Regions from separate parts of the Zea mays genome. Here region 2 is linked to region 1. A link is a contact called in public Hi-C data. All regions are on one chromosome and are shown on one strand. The core of a region is the stretch at or near the end of the contact, and the rest is flanking DNA. Distances in the headings are between cores, read along the strand shown.

The links. A called contact is a pair of places that touch in the nucleus more often than the background predicts.
Region 2: a contact with region 1 is called in a Hi-C map of ear, with 2.4 times the contacts expected there. The contact joins the promoter of LOC100280867 here to the promoter of LOC103654223 in region 1. A contact is called at or near these places in 3 of 25 Hi-C or Micro-C datasets (ear, leaf and tassel).

Annotation. Positions count from the first base shown.
Region 1 is chr4:183,050,386-183,057,586 of Zm-B73-REFERENCE-NAM-5.0, forward strand. It overlaps LOC103654223 (pentatricopeptide repeat-containing protein, chloroplastic-like), which reads left to right and starts at 2,683. Exons shown (of 2, transcript XM_008681053.4): 1 at 2,683-3,417; 2 at 3,532-4,660. The coding sequence starts at 2,770. The coding sequence ends at 4,260. It overlaps LOC100502198, which reads left to right. Exons shown (of 5, transcript NM_001363232.1): 3 at 417-452; 4 at 532-1,233; 5 at 1,316-2,177. The coding sequence ends at 1,852.
Region 2 is chr4:183,218,681-183,225,881 of Zm-B73-REFERENCE-NAM-5.0, forward strand. It overlaps LOC100280867, which reads right to left and starts at 3,716. Exons shown (of 1, transcript NM_001153787.1): 1 at 2,896-3,716. The coding sequence starts at 3,533. The coding sequence ends at 3,180.

The DNA.
Region 1 (7,201 bases), core at 1,433-3,932:
CATCAGCATCGAATCTTGATGCTTTAATGGAACCATAAAAATCTGGAGTAGATGCTGGTGGCAGCAGGGTTAAGTAACTCTGATAATGGACGGAGTAAACCCTCTACTCGAAGTATCTGAGTGACAGTGCAGCAGTCTTGGTTGCTGTTATGGTTAAGCAAGCTCTACGACTGTACCCATGGGTTTTCCATGGTTTTCCACCCATTTGCGGTTTGGTTTGGGGTCAATAAAATTATTGGATGGATTGGGTTTAATTTACTTATGTTTTTCAGTGGGTGTGGAATGGATATCAAGGTTACTATATGTGGGTATGGATTGGGTGTGGTTTGGGTTTGTTGCCATTAGGCATTAGCAGGCCTAAAATGATTACTATTTGGAACAAACCATGGATGTCCTGACACCAATTCTGGATGCAGATGTGTACCTCGGCAGTGAAGGAGTCCTTAACAAATGTATGTGCTGGCCAGTTTCTTTTTCACTACTCTGTTTCTGCTTCTCATAAGCTTATTATATTCCTTTTTTGCGGTGTAGATTTATGGTGACAGATTTCATAGCTTCATGAGTAACTTTGAGAAAGCTTTTGGTAGTACATTGAGAACCATTCACCTTATCAATGAAACGCCTGTTTTTGAGCAAGATGTGGAGCAATGTTCTTACAAAGATGATGATTCTGTACCTCAAATCAAGTTGGGTGGTGCTGATTCATTACCTGAAATAAAGGTTGGTGGTGCTGATTCACAAAGTCAGATACATGATGTCCAGACTGACATGCCCTCGAGTTCAATGAATAGCCAGATTGTTCTTCATACAGGCATCAATGATCAGTTGGTTCATCTTACTTGTAGCAGGTCTAATCCAGAAATTGGTCAGCACATCCTTAGTGTATTTGAGAGATCGCTGAATGAGCAAGCTCGTTCAAATGAGCTCAAAGAGCTTGAAATAGGACTTACTATGAGAAAATTGCAATTGAGTCGATCTCAGTTAGCTCTGAGCTCTGAATCACAAATGTTAGAGAAGATCAAAGTTCATATGGGATTTCAGAAAGCCTCATTCAAAGAGAAGAAATTCAAGACTGAAATGGAGGATACAAAGCATGCAGAACTTTTCAGGAAACTTATAGATATGCTCCTTACTGCAGTGGTACTCATGTCTGTCTGTTTTGGATATGGAACATATATTTATTCGTACCAGCGGATAACTGCTGCTACTTCAGCTTGTGCAGCAATTTCAAGGGTATGTACCAGATTTTTCCAATGCAAATTAGTTGTTTCCAGTGCCATGAAAAGCTCATATCATGTGCTCCCTTTTGTTGCAGGAGTATACATCTTGGTGGATGCCAAGTTCAGTGTCAGCAATCAACTCCGGTTTGCTGCTTTTCAAATGCCATGTGATAGCCGCAACAAGGATATTCTTTGGAATTTTGATGCTCCTACTAATCGGTTGGTTGATATTCCAGCGTTCTGCAATGACTGGACCAAACATGCCAGTAACATTCAATGTTATGATATTGGGAGTTCTTTGTGGTTATTTTGGAAGCTGCTGTGTTGACACACTGGGCGGGGATGGAAATGTATGGCTTATATACTGGGAGGCCCTTTGCTCCATCCATTTACTTGGAAATATTTGGCCATCTCTTTTACATCACATGCTGTATGGTCCTATTTCTGTGACTCACAGGACCAAGGCTGGTCATTTGCCATATTGGGCCCGCCGATACACATTTTACATTTTGGTGTCACTTATTCTGCCATGCTTGGCTGGTTTGCTGCCATTTGCATCTCTGTCAGACTGGAAAGAGCTTGCTGTTCAATATTTGAAGTCCAGATTCAGTGGAATTAATATTGAGGATTGATTATTGAGAGATTGGTTGTGGTTACCGGTGTAATCTCAATCCCATTTTGCGAAGGTGTAAAGGTTTTTTCTGTTTGTCACATATGAATTGTATATCATTGTAGCGAAGGAGGGAAGATTTTTTTGTTTGGCTTCCTTTCATCCTCGGACTGAAGATATGTAAACAAAGTTGTTGGAATGACAACAAAATATCTCCTTTCCTTGGTAGTGGAATATCAGATGGGCTAGGTTCTGATAGTTGTGCTCCTATGCGCACTGCTACAGATATCAAGAGCAAGGCACTTCATATCGGGAAGCTTAGAAATATAATACAGTGTGCAATTTCATTGCAGATTTTTTGTGACCCTTTTTGTGCAAGGACATTGTCCACAGTGATTGTTATCTGATGATTTCTCTTCCCCTCTCTTCTCAATCATCTAGGTTGCAGTTCTTCTCTTCAGTGGGAATCCACTCTACATTGAAAGTTTTGCTTGCATATAGTCCTTCAGATGCATGTATGTTGTAAAAGGATGCTCAGAAGCGCAATGTATCATTTCTATTTAGTTGTACACATTATTTAGTTCCTGCAGCATCGATTATGTGTATCAGTTCTTCAACAGAACTTGCTTATGTTTGTCCAATGCTTTCGTTCAGAATAAGTGGAGTTAAAAACGAGTGGTCAAATTATTTCTACTGTGGCCTAAATAGTTTTATAGATGCTTAAACCACCCATGTGAAATGGCACGTGCAAGTTTCTGTTGAATTTTGAAGATATTTTGTCGAAATGCAAGTTTGTCGAGGCACGAGAGGATGAGGATGTCATGGAAGCTAGGAGCCTGGAGGCGGCGGGGACCCGGACAGACAGAACTGAAGGAGACAGGCGGCGAAGCGAGCGCATCAGTAAGCACTTTCGTGGAGAGATAAAACTACCCCGGTGTTATGGCTGCGGCCGCTCCTCCGTCTCTCGCCCACCCCGCACCTCCGCGCTCCACGAAAGAATTCCAACGCGCACCGCGCCATGCGCCGCGGGACGTCGTCTCCTGGACGTCTACCATCTCGCGCGCGGCGCGACAGGGTGACCTGCATGCGGCGGCAGCATCTCTCTGCGCTATGGTCTCCTCCCCCGCCGCGCCCGCCCCCAACGACGTCACGCTACTTACCGTTCTCTCCGCCTGCGCCGACTCCCCATCCTCGCCGCTAGCCAGCCCCCTCGCCCTCACCCTCCACGCCCGCGCGCTCAAGCTATTCCCCTCCCACCTCCTCCTCTCCACCTGCCTCGCGCGGTTCTACCTCGCGTCCCGCCTCCCGCATCTGGCGCTCCAGCTGTTCGACTCAATGCCGGTCCGCTCCGTCGTCACCTACAACACCATGATCTCCGGGCTTATGCGCAACGGCCTCGTCGACGCCGCGTTCGAGGTGTTCGACGGGATGCCCGGCCCGGACAAGGTCTCATGGACGGCGCTCATCGACGGGTTCGTCAAGAACGGGCGCCACGACGAGGCCATCGACTGCTTCCGCGCCATGCTGCTGGACGGCGTCGAGACGGACTACATCACGTTGGTCGCCGTCGTGTCTGCGTGCGCGGAGGTAGGCGCGCTCGGGCTCGGGATGTGGGTGCACCGGCTCGTGCTCAGGCAGCGGCTGGAGCGCAATGTCCGCGTCGCCAACTCGCTGATCGACATGTATGCGCGGTGCGGACAGGTGAACCTCGCGGCGCAGGTGTTCCGCTCCATTAGGAAGCGGACGGTGGTCTCTTGGAACTCGATGATCGTCGGGTTCGCAGCCAATGGCCGGTGCACAGACGCGATCGAGCTCTTCGAGGAGATGCGGAGGCAGGGGTTCAAGCCGGACGCGGTGACGCTCACCGGCGTCCTCACGGCTTGCAGCCACGCCGGTCTCACGGAGCACGGCCTGAGGTACTACGACCTCATGACGACAGAGTACGGTGTCGCCGCGCGGATGGAGCACTACGGGTGCGTGGTCGACCTGCTCGGCCGGGCCGGGCGCCTGGACGAGGCGATGCACGTGGTGGAGACGATGCCGATGCGGCCCAACGAAGTGGTGCTCGGGGCACTCCTCGCAGGCTGCCGGACGCACGGGAACCTGGACATGGCCGAGCAGATGATGCAGCACCTCTTCGAGCTGGATCCCCAGGGCGACGCCAACTACGTGCTGCTTTCCAACATCTACGCAGCCGTCGGGAAGTGGGACGGCGCGGGGAAGGTCCGAAGCCTGATGAAAGCGCGCGGGGTGAAGAAACGGCCGGGGCACAGCACCGTGGAGATCGACGGCGACGTGCACGAGTTCGTGTCGGGAGATCAGTCCCATCCGCTGGCCGGGGAGATCGGACAGATGCTTGGGCTGCTCTGGCACGAGATGACGAGGTATGGTTGTGATGTGCATGGAGGCAGCAGCTTTGATGGGGATTGAGTTGCTGATACTGCGTTAACGTAGAAGATGCCATGCCTGCAGGCTGCAATCTGGGTTCAGCGTTTTGCCTTTGCCTATGGATTTAGGAATGGTGATGGAATAAGTCTTGAGCATCTAGATGACAGCCTGCTTTTGACTGTCCTCTGTAGTCCTTTAGCATTTAGAGGACAGCTTGACTGTCCTCTGTAGTCTCTTTAGCATCTAGAGGACATCAGTCATTTTTTGACTGTCCTCTGTAGTCGCTTTAGCATCTAGAGGACAATCCTGTTGTGTAGTGTGTGTGAGAAGGTGTGGTAGTGCAGCCCCTAGGGCTATAAATATGTGTTCCCAACCCCTCTAAGGGTATGACATTGTGTAGTGTTTGAGGAAATAAACAGAAAATTGCCCCAACTCATAGTGTCATCCTCTTGATGAGAGTTAGAGTCCCTCTACTTACAATTGGTATCAGAGCCAAACTATCCTGCAGTCTAAACATCTCGTGCTCATCTCATTCCCGCGCCTCTCCCCACACTCAGTCGGCAGCAAGAGCTCCAACTGTTCCTTCCTCCCTTGCTCAGACGAGCAGCCTTTCGTCTGAGACAGCCTCTTCCACACGCAGCGACCCCTCACTAGCCCACCATGTCCCTACGCTCGGCCACTTCGAATGCGCGGCGCCAGCAGGAGGCCGAGGTCGCCGCGACACAAGAACGCGAGCGAGCAGCAGCAGCGGCTGCAGCGACACCGGCGAGGGCAGCACAGTTGGCGGCGGCGGAACTGGCAGCGGCAAGAGCGGAAGTAGAAGCAGCGGAGGCGGCGGATGCTGCACGTGCGGTGGCAACAGAGCTCGAGGTTCTGCGCGGCAGTAGAGCTGGCAGCTCTGCTTCTGTCGACGACAACACCGACGAAGAGCTCAGGCTGGCGAGGGAAGCAGCGCGAGAGCAGGCGGCACAGTGGGCAGCCGCGCATCCCCGTGGGGGCGCGCGTGGTGGCAGCCCGGATAGGCGTCGACGCGCTGATGGCGCTCCAGGCGGGGGCGCACGCGGCGGTAGCCCAGACGGGCGTAGACGCGCCGGCGGTGCTCCCGGCGGCTGCGACCGAGTCGATGGAGATCGCGGCCTCTACAGGCGGCGCGGTTCTCCCTCCCCAGATCGGTACCATGGTCGCCGCATGGCCCAGGCCATTGTCAGGGACATCGGTCCCGGCGGTGGGTGGCCTACCCTCACCAAGACCAACTACGTCGAGTGGGCCGCGGTGATGAGGGTACGGCTCCAGGTTCGCCACATGTGGGAAGCAGTTCGTTACGACGACGTCGACTACCACGAGGATCGGCGGGCGCTGGATGCCCTCATTGCTGCAGTCCCGCCCGAGATGCAGTTTTTGCTTTCCCAGAAGCGGACTGCCAAGGAGGCCTGAGACGCCATCGCTGCGACCCGCATCGGCAGCGATCATGCCCGCAAGACCACACTGCAGGCACTTCGCAAGGAGTGGGAGAACCTGACCTTCAAGCCAGGTGAGGATGTTGATGACTTTGCTCTCCGCCTCAACACTCTGTTGCAGAAGATGGTGCAGTTCGGCGATGACACCTACGATGAGGAGAGAGCTGTTGAGAAGCTCTTCCGTTGCATCCCCGAGAAGTACAGGCAGATTGCTCGCTCGATCGAGTCTCTGCTAGACCTCTCCACGATGATGATCGAAGAGGCGATTGGTCGCCTCAAGGTGGTCGACGGCGACGAACCACAGGCTCTCTCTGGGCCTATCACTATCGGCGGGAAGCTACATCTCACTCGGGAGCAGTGGGAGGCCTGCCAGGGTGACAAGAAGAAGGGGAAGTCCTCCTCGACATGAGGCCGCAAACGCGGCAAGCCGCGCAAGGCGCGTGGAGGCGCCCAGGCCGGGGCGCGAGGACATGCTGAGGGTGGTGCACGTGGAGGTGCCCAAGGCGGCGCTGTCGGCAACAAGAAGCCGGCACGAGACGACGACTGCCACAACTGCGGCAAGCTTGGCCACTGGGCCAGGGATTGTCGGCAGCCACGACGTGGTCAGGCCAACGTCGCACAGGCGGAGGCGGAGGAGGAGGCCCTGCTCCTGGCACATGCAAGCATCGAGCCATCTCCAGCGGCACCGGCCGCAGTGGCACTCCTCCACCTTGATGAGTCGAAAGCACGCGCTTTCCTCGGCGACGGCTCCAACAAGGACATGATCGAAGGATGGTGCCTCGACACCGACGCCACTCATCACATGACCGGCCGACGGGAGTTCTTCACCGAGCTTGACTCTAGCGTCCGAGGCTCCGTCAAGTTTGGGGATGCCTCCGGCGTAGAGATCAAGGGCGCCGGCTCAGTCGTCTTCACCACCGCGTCTGGTGAGCACAGGCTGCTCACCGGAGTCTACTACATCCCCGCGTTGAGGAACTCTATCATCAGCTTGGGACAGCTGGATGAGAACGGTTCGCGCGTGGAGGTCGAGCATGGAGTCATGAGGATCTGGGATCCCTCTCGTCGCCTTCTTGCCAAGGTACGCAGGAGTCCAAATCGGTTATACATCCTCAATGTGAAGGTGGCACAACCTTGCTGCCTTGCTGCTCGTCGAGACGACGGGGCGTGGCAGTGGCACGAGCGCTTCGGGCACCTTAACTTCGAGGCCCTGAAGCGGCTCAGTGCCAAGGAAATGGTACGAGGCCTGCCGTGCCTTGACCATGTGGAGCAATTCTGCGATGTCTGCGTGCTGACAAAGCAGAGACGACTCTCCTTTCCCCAGCAGTCGAGCTTCCGAGCCAAGGAGAGGCTCGAGCTCGTGCATGGGGACTTGTGTGGCCTGGTGACACCAGCCACACCGGGAGGACGACGCTACTTCTTGCTGCTCGTCGACGATCTCTCCCGCTACATGTGGGTGATGATCCTTGGCAGCAAGGGAGAGGCTGCGAACGCCATCAGGCGTGTGCAGGTCGCTGCGGAGGCGGAGT
Region 2 (7,201 bases), core at 2,466-4,965, 170 kb after region 1:
AAGCCAAAGAGTCGGGGGCCCAGTGGCAGGTGGCACTGACGGTCTCGCCAGCAGAGGCAACCACCTCTGCAGTGGGGAGCCTCACCAGCGGCGGCGACCACCTCAGCACCGACGACAGCGGCCACCTGCGCACCAGTGCTGTACCGGCGAATGGCGTCCACCCCAGCCCGCGCGAAGAGGTCCTCGCTCCCGTCCTCACTGCGAGAGTGAGGACAAGACCATCCAAGAACGCCGCCGCCGCCCCCGCGGCGTACGACGTCTTGTACGTCCCCCCGGTGCGGCCGGTGGCGCGGGAGAAGCCGTGGATGTGGCCGACCTGCGCACGGCGCAACCGTCACCCGTGCAGTGGACGGGCAGCCACACTTCATCCAAGCGGCAGGAGGCAGCGCCGGAGGCGGCACCAAAGCCACCCAGGCCGAAGAGCCAGACACGCGGTAGCTGACGGTGCCTCAGACGGCCGGCCCCGCGTACCCGGAGTTTGCCTCCTTCGCAAGGCTGGCAAACGCCCTTCTCCCCTGAATGTTGGAGGAAGAAGCGGGCCGGCAGCCTATGCGGAAGGCAGGACCCCAACTCGGCTCGCCCCCCTCCCCAGCACGGATGATGAACATCCTTGAAGCTGAGGGCAGGGGGGAGGCCGCAGCCCGGCTCGCTTCTCTCCACCACAAGGCTGGTGGTCATCCCTCTAGATGACCACCGGTGGGGGTTGCAGCCGGGCTACATGATGAAAATCCTTGAAGCCGAGCGATGGCGGAAGAATGTCAACCCCCATGGGGTTGCACTCCTCTAACAGCAACAAGAAGAAGACAAGATCGGTGGCACCACCGCGAACGCGAGCTCTTCGGCGATGAGATCGCTGGAGGAGACGGCCCTGATGCGGATTCCTCCAGAGAACACCGGCGCACTCCATCTGGAGGTCCGGAAGGTGGAAGGGCGTGATAGATACAAAAGGAGCGAGGCATGGCTACTACCCGGGAGATCGACCCCTGTTTAAAGGCAGATCTCCCCACTCGCGCCCCTGAAGCGTCACAGGCAAAGTCTCCCCCGACGTGCACCAGGGTTCCCACCTTATGACACGGGGGCCAGGCCCCACATGTCATACAGACTGACCCGAAGAAGGAGCGTGCAACTGCCCCGCAGTTATGCCCCTTCATTTTCGGGGCAACGAGCGGTCAGGAAGGCGAACCGCCGCACAAGGAGCATGCAACCACCCCGCGGTTAAGCGCCCCTTCATCTTCGCTGAAACCAGCGGTTAAAAAGGCGAACCGCCACGCAAGAAGCGGACAACCGCCCCGCGGTTGTGCGCCCCCTCCGCTTCGCTGCAACCGGCGGTCCAACACGGGGGCTCAGGCCCACATGTCATGCAACCGGCGCGCCGGTTACTGAGTGTGTAAAAATCGCACCGCCGCTCGCGCCAATGCCACGTCTTCTCGGGGCCGTCACGGAAGTCTGAAAAGTTAAGTTTTTCAGAACCAGTGCAGCGACTCGAGGCGCCCCACGCGTGGCCCAACAGTGACATTAAGTACGATGGTCACGGGCCAGTCAGCCGTGGGAATAGGCGTGGCAGACGGCACGACCATAGGCGGGCCGGCAGTAATTGCGCCAACGAGCGCACAGGAGCAGCAGGCCAACCGCAAATCAGACTCTGGCCCCACCTACAGGCTCGCATCCTCCCCTGAGGCGGGCCCGAGGGCCACTGTCGGTACCCTGAATCAGGGGTACCCTCTTCTACAGTATGAAGATGTTGCACACGTACGAGACCTCCAGGTCACACGGAGAGTTGCACCCGACCCCACCACATGGGCAGGCCTAAGGGCACCACGTGGCAAGGAAGGATAATACATCCCGGGATGCACCGCTGGGTCCGGACCTCCGCAGAGGAACACCGGACCCCTGTGAGTACGAGACCGGAGCTCCCGAGGAGACATGCCGGGTCCCCCGGGTGGGTCCCAGCCCTCCCCCCCCCCCCCCCCCCCCCCCGAGAGAGGTCCGGGCCTCAGCAAGGTCCCGGTACGGGGAGGACCCCGACACAGGCAAGGGTCCGGTGCTGACACGTGCCCAGACCTTGCCCTGCGCTCCCCGCTCAGGCGAAAACCCGCCGCGGCCGCGTGGCTTGTGGCCCGTGACATAAGCCAACGGGTCGAGCCTGACGTAAGGCCCATACAGCTGTGCAGTCTTTGCATTTATTGCGGAGAGGACGCGCCGCCTGCCACTACGCTGACGGGTGATGCGCCCTCGCAGCATTTAATGCGTCTTGTCCAATCTGTCGGCAGATGGCGTCAGGGTCACCCAGCAGACGGCGCGCCTGACCAGTCTGTTGGTGAACAGTGCACTCATGTCAAGCGGCGCACAGTATTCATCATCCCTTCTACAAGAAGTTTCCCTTGCACGCCGAGGATACGGAGATCTCGGGCGTCAGGGCACAAGAAGATTGCCCCAGCAACAAACATTTATGGCTTCAAGCGCTATATTCTTTATGTCTCTGGGCCCACATGTCGGGGCTCAGTACCTTTGTGCATGCCGCCCTTCAACTATAAAAGGGGAGTCATGCAACGTTATACACAGGCTCAATCTTTCAGGCTCACTCAGACACTCACAAGTTCATACAAGCTCTCAAGCAATACATCACACATTGGAGTAGGGTGTTACGCTCCGGCGGCCCGAACCACTCTAATTCCTTGTGTGCTCTAGTGTTTCTTCCCAATTTTCCAACTAACAAGCAAAACGCTTAAGCCCCTCCTCATCTTAGGATTTAGGGCGGGTGCACTCCGCCACCCGGCCGGAGATTTGCTCTCCGACAGCTGTCTTTCTAGAACCTGCAGGTAGCTGCTGGATTTCCAAGTGGCCAGGACTGATGATGAACTGCAACTGTATGCATTGAGTGTTAACTCAGCTACGGTAGTAATCATACGCTGATCCATCTGTTAATTCTTTAGTACACAGCACATGCGCCTGCACAACCAAACGCAGAAAAAGAGAAGACCAAACAGCCAAAACTGGAGATCAAAGAGGAAGCACCCACCCCCATGCATGCACGGCCGGGCTAACTAATCTCTACACTACATACCAGTACACCACCACCAGACATGGGAAACTTCTTCGCGGTCGCCGCGCGCGCGCGTAGGAAAGCCGAGTTCGACGAGCCGATCATGCAGGTCGGCCAGCCGGCCGGCCGTGATCGATCACGAGGTGACCTTGGCGCGGGTGCACGGGGAGAGGGTAGAGTAGTGTCCGCCTTCGTGCACGCGGTGCGAGGACGCGGGCGCTGGCGCCGCGTGCGGCGGCGTCTCCCGCTCGACCAGCGCGCGCAGGCGGAGGAACTCGTCGGCGGAGCAGGGCAGGCGCAGCGGGCCCGCGGAGTAGTCGTAGCCGTAGGCGTCGCGCGCGGCCTCCAGCAGGCGGCGGAACAGCGGGTGGTACAGGTGCGCGATGGGGATGACGAACCGCTGGGAGCCGCCGTCGCCCTCCGCCGCCCCGACGCGCACCGCCAGCCACCCTCTCTTCACCTTCCCCTTCTTCTCCTCGGCGTGCAGCATGGCTAGTCCCACGACGACCTGTCCTTGCTGGCTCCGATCTCGCAACCGGCGGAAACAACGATCGACACTCCGGCCGGCCCGGCTTCTTGGATTCCTCGGCTCGCAGTCGCAGGCCGCGCGCGACCGGTGCAGTGCAGGCCCAAGCACAGCGTTCGCACTAGAGCGCCCGGTGTGGTGCGAGGTGTTTCGTGGCACTCGTGGTGGTTAATTTTTATAGGGAGCCGGCCGACCGAGGGACCCGCCGCTAGTTAAGTGCGGTAATGCCTGGCTAGCTAGTGGCCGGGGGTGCGAGTGCACGTACCAGTACGTCCTTTGTGTTGCAACGGAAAGGAAAGCCGGTGTTCCTTGCCCCTCTTTCAGGCCTCATCTCCGGCTGGGTGAGAGAGATCGCACTAAAACCTTCGTTTCATCCGCTGCATCTGAACTGACGGCCGGGCGGGGTCACCACAGTGCCGTGCGGTCGCGTCGGGCTAGCGTGTCGTGCGCGCGAGCCAGTCTTGGTGGTGGTGGTACCGGTGGTGGTGGTGTGGCCGCGACGCCGTGACGGTGAGGACGAAGGAAAGGTAGCCTTATCGATGCCCTGCTACGGTGTGGCATTTGCCATTTGCTCGTCGGACGGACATGGACGGGCGAGGATGGGTGGCTGTGGATGGATGGATCGGAGCCGGAGAGGACATGGCGCGCGCCGTGCAGGCCCGGGGGTCGTCGTCCTCCTGTGGACCGTGGGCCACGCGGGCGGAGAGTGGGGGTTGTGGTGGGATCGAGATCCCGGCGAGTGGGGGAACGCTGGCTGGCTGGCGAGCCGCGTCGTCAGTTGACCTGCTGCGCGCGATCGATGAATGATGGCTGCTGGTGCTTGCCCGCACGATGGCTGGAGATTGCATGTATTATTGCATTGACCTCCCAATCGAATCGAGTGGGCTCGACCGGCATTATAGATGATCATTTGGCATTAATACGATGGGTCAGGTCACATGACACGAAAAAGCACGATCCAGACACGACCGGACCTAGCTAGCATAGTATTAGTGCCTCGCACGACACGACTATTGTGCCGTGTCCGGGCTGGCATTTCGACCCGTAGTGTTGGCATGGGCACGACACGGTTATATTTTTATTTTAAAATTAATAGTTTAAATATATTAAGTATAATAATTCAACATATAACACGATAAAATTATAGCCGTATGGTTAGGTGGGTGTGTTTAAGTCTCTCATGCACGTGGGTGCATGTTCGAGCCCCTTAGCTACATATTTTTGCTAAATTATACAATATACTCAGATGGGTCAGCGTGCTACCGGGCCGGCCCGACACGACTACCAGGCCGACGGGCCGTGCCTGAGCCACTACAGCGGCACGTGAGCCCGTCCGGTACGATCCGATTCACTAGCCGAGCCTCGTGGGTCGTGCCTAAAACGGGTCATGCCCACCACGGGCCGTGCTGGGTCGGGCCGGGCCGACCCGTTTAGTCATATATAGCCGGCATATGATGAAGGTTTCGTTTGGTTTGAAAAGGGACTAAAGATTATTTCTTCTATTTTAGTCTTATTTACTCTTTAAATTATCAAACAGTGTAACTAAAAAACGTACTAAATTTTAGTCTCCTAACTAAACTTTAGTTCCTGAACTAAAGTAACCAAAGCAAACTAAACGGACCCTAATCCTTGGATTTGGTTCCTTTTTTCCGACCGATCAACGAGGTTGGTGTCCGCTAGCTTCTAGTTGTTTCTCGCCAACGAATGTGTGTGTACTGTGTACTCCAACATCACTACATGCATGAATACTTGTATGCTGATGGTTGCTGATCCGCAGATATTTTCGGTCGATGTAGACCGCAACGGTGATGGATGCATTCAATTCCAACCTCCCTCGCCCCCCCCCCCCCCCCCCCCCCCCCGGATAATATATGTCTTTTGGGTTCCTGATTAGCCGGTCTTAGAGATCATCAAGCGAGACGAATAACACGCCACGAATACGTACATATCGATCATTCGCAGTCTTCCACTTTGGATACAACACGTAACTCGCTAGGTTTGAAGAAAAGGTACAGGTGCCTATATATATCTAACGGCTGCCCATCGATCTCACGGACAATGTCAATGTCATCATCATCATGGGAGTACGTATGTAGGTTGTCATCTTGAATGATTGGAGCTTTTTTTTTTTTGGCTCGTTTTCATAGTATATGTATTTTTTTCATGATGAAGCAGGTAAGTATGTTTACTTTTCGGGAACTATGTATGGATAGATATCATGTCAAGGCTAAACCCAAGCTGCCGTACCCTCACAAATTTCGAGGAAATGGACAAAGATGGCGCCCCACGCATCACGATGAATAATCCCGCCCGTTAGGAAATTTATGTGTGCCAAAGGTAACCGACAACTTGATGGAGCTGATCGAGAGGATCATTCCCAAGGAGACCCCACAAAAGAGCATGCAAGATCTACATCTCCTTGAAATTGTGCATCAACGAGATGTTGAGGCTGGTCTTATCGTTAACTAGGACGTGCGTCCACTTAATGATGTTTATGCATGGTGAGGAAGACAACGTGAGGGAGGATCCATGTGTCTACCATGTTACTAGGGCATTCAAAGGAATTATAAAAGATGGAAGCATTAGACCACTTAAGGGGCCCGGCATAGTGCAACATGACTGTGGCATGCACCTACCAATGCAGGAGCTTGAGGACACGTCAAGAATCCAACCCTTAGGTGCTCCCATAGAAAACCATCGTTCGCTCTTAGGTCCTAGAATCCAAGCCATCGTCATCCTCGTCTAGGAATAGATTCCTTGTAGGCTTGGGGTTGTGGTCGTTCTTCTTCTAAGACCATGGGTACTGCTGTCGTTGCAGACGTTCTAAGCGCCGCTGCTCGGGGCATTGCTAGTCAAGGCACAATTGGAAGAGGTGCCGCTAAAAGTGCTCGGTCAAGTCCTTGACCTCCCTACACTCACTCTAAACCCTAAAACCCATGGATATCTAATGCATAGGGCAGTACTTCACGATGCTCTCGAGCATCAGGTCGGGCTGCTTCTCGCCTGACGGGCAGGCTTACTATGGCTTCCCATTGGGGCACTGATTTGGGGGCCCTTAGGGCCTTACCTTTTTTCCTTTTTTGTGCTCGGTTCGGGAGGTCCTGATGCATGGCAGCCTCGACTACATCTCACGGGGAATGTGCCACGTTCTACCCTTTGTCGTACATGCACATTTGTCCACCAAAGAGAACAGCTCTCTAGTGTCTTGAATGTTATGGGTGGCAAGCTTCTCAAGCATTTCCTTATCATGGTCTCTCCTCTTATATACCAAGGGAGGAGAGAGGTTACAAGTTAATCAAACTATAGATCTGGTTAGCTAAGACCTAACAGCCCTGATCTTATCCTGGTCGTGAAGTGTATGTAGAGTCATGCCTTCAACTGTGGCCCAATGTCAGGGATGTCCTTCTCTAGTGGATGTCAAACTTGTCGTAGGGGTAGGTATGTTATGTTATATTAATGGACAATAGTGTCGATGTCTCTCGGTGCAATATATTTGATAATCAATGTAGCAACTTGTAATTGATAATACGTTACAATACATTGGCACGCCCACACATGGTTATTAGGTCGACGCACTTACCAAAAAATGGTCTTGAGTACACTAATGCCTAAGTCGTGGCGATAGTGCGCTT